2 separate regions of the Sus scrofa genome follow, and region 1 is linked to region 2. A link is a contact called in public Hi-C data. All regions are on one chromosome and are shown on one strand. Each heading gives the region's core, a stretch centred on a gene start, on an enhancer-like site or on the middle of the called end of the contact. The rest is flanking DNA. Distances are from core to core; before and after follow the strand shown. Region 1 has its middle 69 kb from the start of RCHY1. Region 2 has its middle 180 kb from the start of PARM1.

What was found. Hi-C and Micro-C count contacts between places; a contact is called where the count stands out from the background.
Region 1: a contact with region 2 is called in a Hi-C map of fetal skeletal muscle, with 1.8 times the contacts expected there. The contact joins two enhancer-like sites. A contact is called at or near these places in 1 of 47 Hi-C or Micro-C datasets (fetal skeletal muscle) and 1 of 2 datasets of contacts at active chromatin or transcription factors (alveolar macrophages).

Annotation. Positions count from the first base shown.
Region 1 is chr8:71,109,203-71,115,567 of Sscrofa11.1, forward strand. No RefSeq gene overlaps it. Among named protein-coding and RNA genes, the nearest start is that of RCHY1, 69 kb to the right of the region's middle. Within about 2 kb of position 2,074, at least 6 of the 83 cell types and tissues checked have an H3K27ac peak or open chromatin away from gene starts, as enhancers often do. A contact at or near this core is called in fetal skeletal muscle, where this site is marked.
Region 2 is chr8:70,964,450-70,971,654 of Sscrofa11.1, forward strand. No RefSeq gene overlaps it. Among named protein-coding and RNA genes, the nearest start is that of PARM1, 180 kb to the left of the region's middle. Within about 2 kb of position 2,507, at least 4 of the 83 cell types and tissues checked have an H3K27ac peak or open chromatin away from gene starts, as enhancers often do. A contact at or near this core is called in fetal skeletal muscle, where this site is marked.

The DNA.
Region 1 (6,365 bases), core at 824-3,323, 140 kb after region 2:
CTCAGTGGTTAATGAATCCGACTAGGAACCATGAGGTTGAGGATTCGATCCCTGGCCTTGCTCAGTGGATTAAGGATCCGACGTTGCCGTGAGCTGTGGTGTAGGTCGAAGACGCAGCTCGGATCCCGCGTTGCTGTGGCTCTGGCTTAGGCGGGTGGCTACAGCTCCAATTCGATCCCTAGCCTGGGAACCTCCCATATGCCACGGAGTGGCCCTAGAAAACGAAAAAGACCAAAAAATAAAATGAAATAAAATAAAATCTCTAACTTTAAAAAAATAAAATAAAATAAAATAAAATAAAATAAAATAAAATAAAAATAAATTTGGGGGATTATTTGGAATCCTGGTCCAAGGTCAGTTCTGAAGCCCATCTATGCTCAGATCCCCATCCTCAGTCAGTGAGATGGAGGAAGAGGGCAGGACGGACCTGTGATTCAGACCCATCCCAGGCTCACAGTGTGTTCAAGATGCCAAGTGACTGCAGGATAAGAAGGCTCACCCCCCACCACTGCTCCCAGCCAGATCCCTCTCCAAGCCTCCTGGGACCCTTGCAGCTCCCTGCCTGCAAAATACAGCACCTCACAAAAGCTTTCTCCCTCTATCCCAAATCCACACCCCCATCCTGTCCCCACTCAGACCCAGTCCAGTCTTAGCTGACTTCAGGTGCAGACTCTTTGTTTCAGACTCTGTCCTTGATTCATTGCCAATCCCCTCTGGACTTCCTATTTTGGACAATTCCTGTGGGTCTTGGACTATCCTTCAGGCTGGCTGTGCCCAAACACTAAGTGGCTCTTGTCACCCCATAGACTTGGAGGCTATCAGCCAAATGCCATAAACTTGGAATGCAAAGAAAATCTGCTCTTTGACCCACTGTGTTCTCACTGGGATTTTCAGAACTCCAGGGGTCCCACAGAGAAACCTCCGTGGTCACCCCAGAGTCAAAGGAGGGTGACAAACACGATGAGTTCTAATGGAGTTCCCACTGTGGTTCAGCGCGTTGGGAGCCTGACTAGTATCCATGAGGATGTGGGTTCGATCCCTGGCCTCACCCAGTGGGTTAAGTTTCCGGCGTTGCCATGAGCTGTGGTGTAGGTCGCAGACGGGGCTGGGATCTGGTGTTGCTGTGCTGTGGTGTAGGCCAGCAGCTTACAGCTCTGATTAGATCCCTAGCCTGGCAGCCTCCACATGCCAAGGGTGCAGCCCTAAAAAGAATTTAAAACAAACAAACAAACAAGATGCGGAACAGCCAGTTCACCTTCACCCAGAGCAGCTCTCTGACTGGCCTTGCATGTTTGCCATTCCCATACAATTTTATTTGAAGGAAGAGTTCTGAGTTTATAAGTTGTGCAAACTTCCTCAAGTTTATTATTATAAACCATTTGAATTATGACACTTTTCTTCAATTTTTAATGCTATCGTTTCTCTTCATTGTTTAAGAGCCCAAAACATCTCCTTAGTGGATGTGGAATCTTTCACTCACCCCACCTCAAGCGCAAAGCCAGTTGTTTGAAATCATTGCTGAGAGAGATCAGTCACCCCTGTTTTCTCCTCTTTATCACCAAAAAATGCCCAGTTTTCCTCAGCAGCCTCTCTTTAAAGTGTCCATATTTATAACAACATAATTATAACCCAGGAGAGGGAAATAAAAATGTTAATGACTATTTTTCCTGAGAAACGGAAAGTTATGCAACGTTTGTGAACAAAATGCTATGGAAATGATCTAAAAAAAAAGAGAGAGATGCATTTACATTTGGCATTGACCTTTGTAACAGGCAGCCCTAGCTTTCGCTCAGCTGGGAACAGTACGCAGCTATCTGCAGCTTTCAAGGGCAAATCTGTAAATCCCCTTCATTACGCGTTGCCCCAAGCTGCCAGTGTAATTCTCATCAAAGATGCCACCGCCTCCGCTTCTCAAGTTAACACATCTCCGCAGAAGTCGGAGAGAGAGAGTCGGATGTTCTCTTTCTTCCCCCTGCAAACGCGAAACACACGTCGCCCTGAAGGAAGCTTGGTGGGAAAGCAGCAGCCCTGCTTTCCCAGAGTTGGCCGCCGGCAGGGAGAACAGGAGACTCTTCCCTCTCTGGGCTGCCTTGCCAGGGCTCTGCATTTCCCAAGCCACACACCTCATCGTGGACGATGTGAGCAAAGGACTCCATGTCCCCGCGGCTGCACATTGCTCCCCTTTTCTCAGTTCAGGGTTGGTGATCCAGAGTTACACACTTGCAAGGAAATAGGACATGTCTTCACTGCCTACAAGTCCACAAAAACAAGCTCCAGCAGGCAGTTCTGGCTCCATTCACTGAAGCCAGCCAGGAAGACCTCCTCACCCAGGGAAGAGGGGCCTCTCTCCCCTCCGTTTCCTTTCCCAGCTGATCTCCTCTTGATTCTTTTCCAAATCCACCACCTCTCCAGACAGCTGCTTCTCTGAGCCCACAGAGTGTAGTAGATCCCTTTAGTGGCGGGAGTTCCTTTTGAGGCAGCCAAAACAACAAAATTTTCTCCGTGCAGACCACTTAGCTTTATCAAAGCATAAATTATGCAGAAGAGACTCCTTGCCTTTTAGCCTATGACCTCCCTCTTCTGTAATTCTTCAAGGGATGGTGGTGTAACTGCACCTCATTTTCCAGCCACCTCAACCAAAAACTCTAGGATTTTTTTTCCCCAGAAGCCATGTTTGATGGTTCTGTGATGTTGGGCCAAAGGACTGTGACTTCATCCCTTAGCTGGCCAATCTACGTTTTTTCAGAGTCCCAGAATTCTGCGGAGTGGTTGGGTGGGGGATGGTATATCTTCCATCCCCCCCCCCCCCCCCCCAGCACCAGAGAAGTCCTGCTTTTATCTGTGTAATGCGCTAGGGTTCCGTACCTATGCCCTTAACCAAGGTAGCAGGAGAAGTAGCAAGATACAACCACTTCAGTTTGGGATTAGCAGATGCAAACTGCTAATATATACAGCAGGTCATATATATATATTGGAGTTCCCGTCGTGGCTCAGTGGCTAACGAATCCGACTAGGAACCGTGAGGTTGCAGGTTCAATCCCTGGCCTTGCTCAGTGGGTTAAGGATCCAGCGTTGCCGTGAGCTGTGGTGTAGGTTGCAGAAGCAGCTTGGATCCAGCATTGCTGTGGCTCTGGGGCAGCCTGGCAGCTACAGCTCCGATTCAACCCCTAGCCTGGGAACCTCCATATGCCCAAGAAAAATGGCAAAAAGACAAATATATATATATATATATATATATATATAACAACTAATACATATATTGCATACATATATGCAAACATATATACTATAATCCTATATAGTATATATTAGGTTATATATAAACAACAAGGTCCTACTGTATATAGCACAGGGTGTGCCCCCCCAAAAAACTCAAGCAAATTAAAAAATTAATTCACATGGCTGCCGCAACACTACAGCCTCAAACACAAAACAGTCAGGTGCCCTGACGCCTTCCAGCGACAGAAGCACGGGGCTCTGATATGAAGAGCCCTCCCAAGCACCATAGGCTCACTGTCCTGGGAGCAGCCCAAGGGACAGGTAACTGTCTGCTGGGTTCCAGACCCTCCGCCAAGTGCTGCATGTGAATTATTTAATTTAATCCTCAAAACACCTGCCGTTTTACAGATGGAGAAGCTGGGGCCCTGCCCCACAGCCCCTCCAGAGACCTAGTTGCCGAATCGCACTCACACATTTTGATGCGATGTGTAGACAGCCCAGGAAGCAGGAGACCCCCTTGCCTCTCCCCACCACCACCCCATACCTGGGTCCTCCCCAGGGTGGGTCCTCTGTTTTCACCCAGCCAGTTGCAGTGCAATCCTTTATCCCATCCCCTGCTGTGCTCTGCCAACTGGCACTTTCAAAGCCCTGGGCACTAATTATAAAGCTCCCATGGGACTTAACATGTGGAATCAGTTTTTTTTGTGTGTGTCTTTTTGCCTTTTCTGGGGCCGCTCCTGCGGCATATGGAGGTTCCCAGGCTAGGGGTCTAATCAGCTGTAGCCGCTGGCCTACACCAGAGCCACAGCAACTCGAGATCCAAGCCACGCCTACAACCTACACCACAGCTCACTCAATGCCAGATCCTTAACCCACTGAGCAAGGCCAGGGATCAAACTCTCAACCTCATGGTTCCTAGTCAGATTCATTAACCACTGAGCCACGACGAGAACTCCTGGGATAGTTCTGAGCGTGGGAACAAAGGATGCTGCTTACCTTCCATCTGCTGTCACCTCTCCTTCTGTACCTGCCCCCTTCCTTATAACAAGGGTGGCGACTTCGTCCAGCAAGTGTATTCTAGTCATTGGTACAGGGCTTGGGTGCCTTTAAACCAAAGTCTGATTTCACAGCCATGTCCCTATTGTCCCTGAAGAAGTCACCACTGCCTCCCTGCATGCGGCCTCTCTCCACGCCTCCTGCCTCCAGTTGCCAAATGCATCTTGCTCAACAGCTCAGTGAATCCTCGTTGTCTCAATAATCATGGACGAAGGTTTACAGCCCTTTTTGCTCTGGTACAAGCAACTTCCCAGCCTCACCTCCAGCCTCTCTCATGCAGGCACCCTGGACTCTAGCTGAACCCACTCACAGTTCTCTCTGCCAAATTCTATTAATGCTGGCAGTGCTCTTCCCCATGTCATCTCTAGAATTCCCAACACCAAGACTCAGCAAAAATGCTGAAGCTTTTCAGAACTTCCTGAGCTGATTCCCCATCCTGGGTAGGTTTTCTCGGATTGCTACGATTGCCCGTGTTGAGCATCTTTTTTCTTTTCTTTTCTTTTTAGGGCCACACCCCTGCCATGTGGAAGTTCCCAGGTTAGGAGCAGAATCAGAACTGCAGCCCCAGGCTTATGCCACAACCACAGCAATGCCAGATCTGAGCCCTACACTGCAGCTCATGGCAAAGCCGGATCCTTAACCCACTGAGTGAGGCCAGGGATCGAACCCACATCCTCATGGATACTAGCCAGGTTCTTTATAGCCAAGCCACCATGGGAACTCCTGTGTTGAGCCTCTTTTATTGCCTTCATAGCATCCCCGCTCCTCTCTAGCTGCCTCCATTCTCTTCTCACTTCCTTTATCATAAACTGTCTACTCCAAAGCAGACTTTCCTGCGTGTGCACCCCCACTTCCACCCCTCCCCACGACCATCACCACAAAAGCAGCCAACAGAGCCTCTCCCTTCCCATGCTCAAAATCTGTTCATTGAATTTCATTATAAATTGTTGCATTGGGTAAATATACCTGACAGAGCTGCTGGAGTTATTCCTTTATCCTGGGGTTTATCCTAAAGTCTATTATTTTCCTTTTCCTCATTGCACACACTGTCAGGTGGTCATTGCCCCTTTTCATCTGGACACATTTCAGAAGTCTCATATACTGTACAAGTGATTTGAGTCTGGGACTTCATCTAAACAAATTTGTATCCAGGTTGTGGATGCAGTGTTGTGAAGATAAAATGTGAAGGATATTGAGAAATGGCTTTTTTTTTTTTTTTTACTACTGTGTCTGTTCCCAAGCTGGAAGGCCTATGCAAAGCATCAGGCTAGAATGAGCCTCTTTTTATTCCAAAATGTGTCCTATAGTTTTCATGCTTTTCCTGGGTTTGAAAAATGATTACATTTTGATAAAAAAAAAAAAAAGGCCTCTACTTGACTCCAGACTCCAAGGGTAGCGAAATACATCAAAAGAGATGAAACAAAGGATATTAGGACCTCATTTGCTTCATTATGCTAATTAGAACTGGAAAACAAAAAGCCCCATTAAGCTTTTTAAAGGTCAACCCACAGAATGGGAGAAAATATTTGTAAATCACATATCTGATAAGTGACTTGTATCTAGAATGTATAAAGAACTCTTACAATTCAATAATAAAAACGACAAATATCTGAATTTGAAAATGGACAGGGAGTTCCCTGATGGCCTAGTAGGTTAAGGATCTAGCATTGTCACTGCTGTGGTGCAGATTCAATCCCTAGCCTAGAAATTTCTGAATGCTGCAGACACAGCAACCCCCCCCAAAAAAAATGAAAATGGACAAAGGATCTGAATGGGCATTTCTCCAAGGAAGATATACAAAGAGTCAGTAAGCTCATAAAAAGATGCTCAGTATCGCTAGTCATTAGGAAAATGCAAATCAAAACCACAATGAAATACCACTGCACATCCAGTAGAATGGGTGGATTCAAAAAAGGCAGATAATATTGAGCATTGATGAGGATATGGAGAAATTGAACCCTCATACTGCCACAGCGGGAACTCCCTGGATGAAATTCGTAATTCTTGGGAAAGACTTTGTGTGGCCTCCTTAGATGTGTGTCCATCCTTAGCAAACCTCTATGGCCAGAGAATGGCGTGCTCTGTGGGAC
Region 2 (7,205 bases), core at 1,257-3,756:
CACATTCCCTCCAGGGAAGCTGGGGAAGGCCCACAAACACGGAGGTTAGGGAAATAGTGGAGGGCAGAGCAGGAACTCTTTAAAACCAGTGGAAGCCCCAAAGATTAGTCATAGAAAGACATTTTCATTAGAGGAATATAAAGAAAGCAGAAGGGGGAGTTCCCCTTGCCGCTCAGTGGGTCACAAACCCGACTAGGATCCATGAGGATGTGGGTATGATCCCTGGCCTCACTCAGTGGGTTAAGGATCCAGTGTTGCCACAAACTGTCAAGTAGGCTGCAGATACTGCTTAGATCCCCTGTTGCTGTGGCTGTGGCGTAGGCCAACAGCTGCAGCTCTGATTCCACCCCTGCCTAGCCTGGAAACTTCCGTATGCCACAGGTGCCACCATAAAAAGAAAAAGAGAAAGAAAGAAAGAAGGCAGAAGGAAACCAGCTCAGGGCTCCCTCTGAAGACGGGAGTGACCAGGTCAGCCAAGGGCTGCCTCCATTCCTGGCCTTTCAGTTCTGACAAATGCTAAAGACCCCATCTGTCTCCTACCTGTGCTTCAGGTGCGTTTCTGATCTCTTTATCATCCTCCTCAACCTCCCATGAGGTAGAGAGGGAATATGTATTGTCACCATGTGTGCCAGTTAGGAAGCTGTGGACTCTCAAATCCAAGTTCATTTGGCTCTCCTCTACTCCTGTCCTGTGGCTAAAAAAACTTTCCTTCCTTTGCCAGCAGTTCCTATAGGTTCTTACCAACAGGGGGCACTAGAAAGAGGCCGGAAGGCTATGCAGCAAGAGCAGATCTTTGCTTGCTATTTTGGTCAGTATCCTCAGGAAGGGCTTTTGGCCCTGGCAAGGCTGTTGGTCCCAGGCTCCAGAGTCTTTCTTTGGCATCTCACCTTACCCCCCTCAGCAGTTCCATGGGACCTCGCCTCCCAGCTTCTAGGTTCTTATCACCATAATCTCTTCCCTCGTTTCACCCCAGCCTGGCCCTGGAAGTACTTCCTGCAATTTCCATCTCTGTGATATCCTAGTGTTTCCTTTTGGCTTTTTCAGTTTCCAACAATTTAACCAGTTTCCGATGTTAAATGCTCTGTTGAAATATCTACTGAGGTGCTTTCTCTGGCTGATCTACTATGGCTTCGCTAAAAGATTTGAGATAATGGAGGCAATGGTATGAAGTAAGTGGCATCCATTCTCTGTCCTTCTCCACAGTCCTTTTTGGGCCATCTTTTCTCCTCCATCCATATGCAAGTTACCTGGCAAAAGTGTTAATTTCTCATTAAGGTATCAACGGATCATGGCTTAAAATGTCCAACTCTCAAGTGATTGACATTTTGCAAAGGCTTTCAATAGTTATGTTTTAGACTGTATGTAAATGTTTAGCTAATTTGAGGATGTGTGGCGCTGATGTGGACCCCATCAAAGAGAGCAGGAGATTACAAGGATGGTGTGAAGTAACATCCCTCCCCTCAAAGAGCTGTAGCTGAGAGATGAAGAGCCAATGTGCAAATATTAATAAGAGAAATACATGAAATATAATTATAAGCTGAGTTGGACGGTGCAGATCACAAATGCATTAGGAGGTGAAAAATTGAAGAGGTCGTGGGGTCAAACTATCCAGGAGGACTTCCCAGTCGATTATAAGGTAGATTTGGAAGAATTTAGATATGGGAAGAGGATGGGGGAAAGTGGTCCAGACTGAGAAGCAGCATAAACAAGAGGCAGAAATGGAACACTAGGCTTTGCTGTCTATGTCCGTGGGTAACAATGAATGTGAGTTTGCCGTTGGATTTTCCTAGGTTGGCCCCCTTAGGAGAACCTAGACTCCTGGAACTTTAATAAATAGCTAAACCATTTGAAATTCCATCTGCCTCTTAAAAGGATCTTTAAACTCAGGTCACTCAACCATGGTCCTTTAGAAGCATAGCTCATACATTTTTACCAACAGCTGGGGATTTGGTATTGAGGATTAATACCCGGTAATCCTTTTGATTGACTTGGAGGTTTGTCCCAGAAGTTTCCATCCTTCAGGAATGACTCAGATTCAAATATCGAATGCAACTGGTTGCCGGAGAAACCCCCTGGAGCCAATTTGCAGATTGTTGAATTAGAAGCAAATATCTCGAATAAAATCTATTTAAACCAAAATAAAAGGTGTATCATTAAGCACTGAACCTAAGCACTCAGCTATTTGTGACTGTTGATACTTGGTTAGAATCACGTTTTAAAATGGGATTTTAAATGACTTTGGTAAAGTTACACAAGGACTCAAGTAGATGGTGCACCCACCTGCCCCAAGCACTTTCATAAATCAGTGAATTCAAGTGGGAGCAGAAATCTTTACATTATAAGCAAGAAGATAATAATAGAATTAAATCCTGACCTTTCCCAGAAAAGCAACCATCCTCTTCCCCACTCCCACCCTTCTCTAATTTACAGTAACATAGGCCATATGGAAGAAGTCAGTGTGGGTTTGGGAACCAAGGCCTACACTTTCTTTTCCATCACAAAAGCCAGTTGTTCTTCAGAACCATCCATCAGGATCATATTACACTCGGAAGCTTTAGAAAGGAGGCCTGAGCTCAGGCCTCCTGCTGAAAAGTTGAGTTGTCAGTTGTTAGGCAGAAAATCAATCAGAAATGCATTTGGGACAATGGCGAGCTGCCTGGAATTACACCAGGCTAGGAAAAAAAAAAAAAATCAACCCAACAGCAGAAAAATACTAATGATTGGAGATACCCATGGCATCCAGACAAGGCAGATCAATTTATTTAGACACATTTGCTAAACGGAAACATGCCAGTGCCAAGTCTCAGATTTACATATGATTATAGCAGAACACTTGCAAATTTTTCTTAGAAGGATCAAGACACGCTATTGCTCCAACATGTGCCAGTAACTTCAAAATGGTTATAGATGGCTTTGGCTAACTCATATTCCTATCCCTAGGTCTTGCAGTAGGTACAGACACTTTGCCACCGTTTGAGTAACTTTGTACACGATTGCCCAAAGCTCATGGAAGACACATGGGGAGTTGGTATTACTACAAGCTCCTTGTAGCCCCTTGCTGAATGGGGGAGAGGGGAGTAACTCAAAAATCCTCGGCCATACTCTTCACATGTAGATTAGTCAAATTTCAAAATGATAACAGAGTTGGTGAAAATCTAGAACCAATGGAATTGGCCCTTGGTCCCTAAGAGTGATGATATTAAAAATAATAGGAAACATGATTTTAGCACTTACTCTGACTCCATCAGAGTGCTATGCACTTCACATGCTCCTGTAAACCTTCCGACAATCTTAAGAGGGAGGGCCTCTTATTTTCTTTTTACAGTCAGGGAAATCAAAGCTTAAAGAAGAGGGGTCCTTTATTCAAGGTCACCTGGCTGGTGGGAGGGACCAGAAATCAAGGTCAAGTTGAATGTTCCCAATCGTCCCAGCTCACCACTTGGTCATGCTACCTCCTACACACAGTTAAAAATTAATGCACAGAGGAAATCTGCTCTAAATCATGGACGACTGCCTCAACCCCAAACCAACCACCTCCCAGAGGTTTCTGTGCCAACAGAATCAAGAAATCCAGAGAGTTTGGCACTATCGTGCTCAGAGTCCTACTGGGTAGGGGGTGCAGGGTCTTCAGTATGAAGGCCAGGAAATTATCAACCACCTTGATTACGTGCTTGGAAAATTGGTAGCCAGTGCTTACATCTGAGCCTCGTCAACCATCACTACATGACTAGTCATCCCTGCCATTAGAAGTACATCTTTCTATAGTTCTCCATTCATTTCTTCACTGTCATGTGTTTTTGATAAGTTAGAATTTATCAAACACAGGTTTGCTGCTTTGAGCAAACCTTTCCCTACCCTTGAGCTAATGTGACTACTTTGAGTAACTGCTTTAGATGCTATTCTTAAAAGCTCCTCTTGTGGCTCAGTGGTAAGGAACCCAACTAGTATCCATTAGGATGCAGATTTGATTCCAGGCCCAGCTGTGGTGTAGGCCAGCCGCTGCAGCAGCTCCGATTGCACCCCTAGCCTGGGAACTTCCATGTGCCACAGGTGCAGCCCTAAAATATACATATATATATCTCCAAAGACTTTCCAGCAATTATTTCCATTAAAATATGCCCGTGGGTATTTCCATTTTATGGATGCAAAAACTGAGGCACAGAGAAGTTACAAAACTAACATTTTCTAGCGCTTGCTTAAGTACACTGTTGGAGTGAACGCACATAGAAAATGACTGAAACATCTGGGTCTGCTGCCGAAGTCTCTGATTTCTGGTTGGAGGCTCCTTGCTGTGGGGCCTGCAGTTTAGAGCCTTGAATGTTTCATTGTTTCTTCCTAAACCCTTCCCTGGTGCACTCCCCCTAGTTAACTCCCAATGCAGTTTTTACTGTATCCTAAACTTGTAGGGCAACCACCATGTTTACTGACATCCAACCATGCACAGGCTCATCTGGGATTAAGGTAAACCCATTTCCCTCCTTTAAAAAAGATCTCTGAGTATAGCAGTTGCAGGCGCAAATACTGGAGCCAAAATGCTTAGGTTCAAATTCCAGTCTCAACCCTGAGCATGACCTTGAGCAAATTGATTCCTAACTTGGTGCCCCATTTATCTCGTCTACAGAATGCAAATAATAATGGTACCTAATTCATAGTCACCATAAACGTTAAGTGAACTCAAGCGAAGCTCTAAACAATGCCTAAAACACGTTAAATGTTTGCTGTTTTTACTATTCCAAACAGCCCTCCTTCCTCAATCTCGGAGGGATGACCCTTTTATGCTGAGACATTCTTATTCTGATCAGATAAAGTTGATCATCCACTGCTTCTTCTTCCCCCTCCTTCTTCAGAACCACACCCCAATCTGACACCAGAGTGTCAGACCCCAGCTTTGTCCATATGCACCCTATGGATGGAGCAGTCTTTCTCTCCACAAGTCGGCCTTTCCTTTAGACAGAAATAGTCCTCAATTCCTAGAAATAACTCTCACAATAGATGACACTGGTGAGTCCAATCACAAGCTAAATCTGTCTCTAAGAGCCTGTATATGATCAAAAAAATCTTCAAAAATCCCCTTTGTATTCCCACCCCCAGTCTCAGGCACTCTCCTGGGAAATTTTGATAGGGATGGAGTAGGATAGTTACACAGGTAGTTGTAGAAATCCCAATAAGGGACCATAGATAGAAAGGGGAAACTGAGGAATTTGGGGAGATAGCTGGAAGTTAATAATTGCTCAAGAAAGCCGTCGGAATGAGCAGGCTTGCTTGACTAATGGAGGTGGGAGATATGCCTCAGGTTTTTTTTGGGGGGATGGGGTGAGGTTTGTATTCTGGTTCAGACCAAGGGCAGGAGTTTGAGAACCGCCCTTCTGCTGATTTGAATAAGCACCAAGACCGTCTTAGTTTGACTTTAAAGGGTCAAATACTCTCTTACCGGCTACCAAGAAGGAGCTACTACTGGAAGAAAGAGAAAGTGGTGGTCTTTTCCCACCCCCGCTCCCCTTGGATTATTAAAAACTGTAGCCCGCCTGATCCCTGGGGCAGAGCCTCCTTACCTGCCCGCTTCCATCTCTCACAAGTGCCGCATCTTAATAAATCTATTTCTTGCCTATCACTTTGCTGAATTCCTTCTGAACTGAGACACAAAGAACCTGAACCTCAGTAAGTTCTCAGTAAGGCTGGGTGAGTGATTATATTTTAAAAACCATGGGTTCAAGTCCCAATCTGGGTTTAGGCTGGATTTGAGTCCTGGCATGTGGTTCAAGTTCCAGCCTGGGTTCTGGCTGGGTTCAAGCCATAGGTGCTGTCAGTTCCAATTTGGCAACACAGAACCCAGAGTCCAGTGATATTGATGGGAAGGTACAAAGAGCTTCCTCTCCTCAACTGGGCTTTGTCTCCTTTTTTCAATCTCATGTTGCCCGCTAAGACGTGGCTCACTCTTCCCAATACCTATTCTTCCCGTCTTCCATTGCAATAGAGTTTTAGCTGGGCTCATGTGACCGCTAGAATAAAGAGGACATGTCCCAGCTTCTGGTCCCCTGGGTGGCCATGTAGCTGAGCTCTGGCCCATGGAATGTGAGTGTTAAGTGTTGTGTGTCACACCACGCCTAGACTGTGTCATTAAAGGGAGGGCCATCTTGTTTTTTTGGCCTCCGCCGACCTGCAGCTTAGAGTGTAGATTTAGTGGCAGGAGAGCTTGGCCCGTGTGGGGATGAGAGCAATAATCCAGAGATAGAGAGGCAACAACTTTCTAAGAAGCCTGGGTCTCTCGAGAACCTAACGGAGCAGAGCTACTGTCACAGCCCTGTGCCCTCCCTCAGGACCATCCATCAATCAGAAAGAAGATAAAAGGTCTAGTCCACCATAACTTGGGGTCTCTCACATGCAGCATAATCTATCTCCTAAGAACACTCGCCTATTTTTTTTTTCACCCCACCTGCAGCCTATGGAAGTTCCCCGGGCCAGGAATCACATCCATGCCACAGTATCGACGCTGGCCACTGGAGTGACCACAAAGGATCCTTAGCCCCCTGTGCCACAAGAGAACTCCCAACATTCATCTATTTTGTCAAGAATATTTTTCAAGGAATTTACTTCTGTCCTGGCTTGAGATTTAGCCTTATGAAAGAGTTGTTACGATCCCTTGATTCTAATCCTTTGTTTGTTTCCCTTTTTAAAGTGCAAGCTCAATAGTATATACCTTTTGCCTTAAGGCTCTATTTTGTTACCTTATGGAAAAGAAGTGACCTCGTTGCCAGAGAATAATTTTTCACCAGATGTTCTGTATTAATATGATGTAGGACTTTGGACTAACCTGGCATCCATTTTCCTGATTTCCATATAGTTTATCTAGGCCAGAATTCCACATTTCTGAATGATAATGATGCATATTATGTCTGCTTTCTAATCGTATGTGTCCCTTCCTTATTTTCTATGACATGACTACTTAGGAATAAAATCTAGGTTTGGAGCAGCAGAGACGTATTTATGTACATTTTCCATGTGCTACATAGCTTAGTTCACCAATAGCAAGTTTCATTTGAATGTTTGGTATACACGCCACATCTTCAAATAGCCTAGTGGGCATTTTAGTTCCCTATTGTTTATGTTTTATTTATAATCTCTTTCTCCATCTCAAAGATAAATTTCCTCAAATATCTATATGAAATGAATTATAGGTCTCAATGTAGTTTTTTTGAGTGGCTACT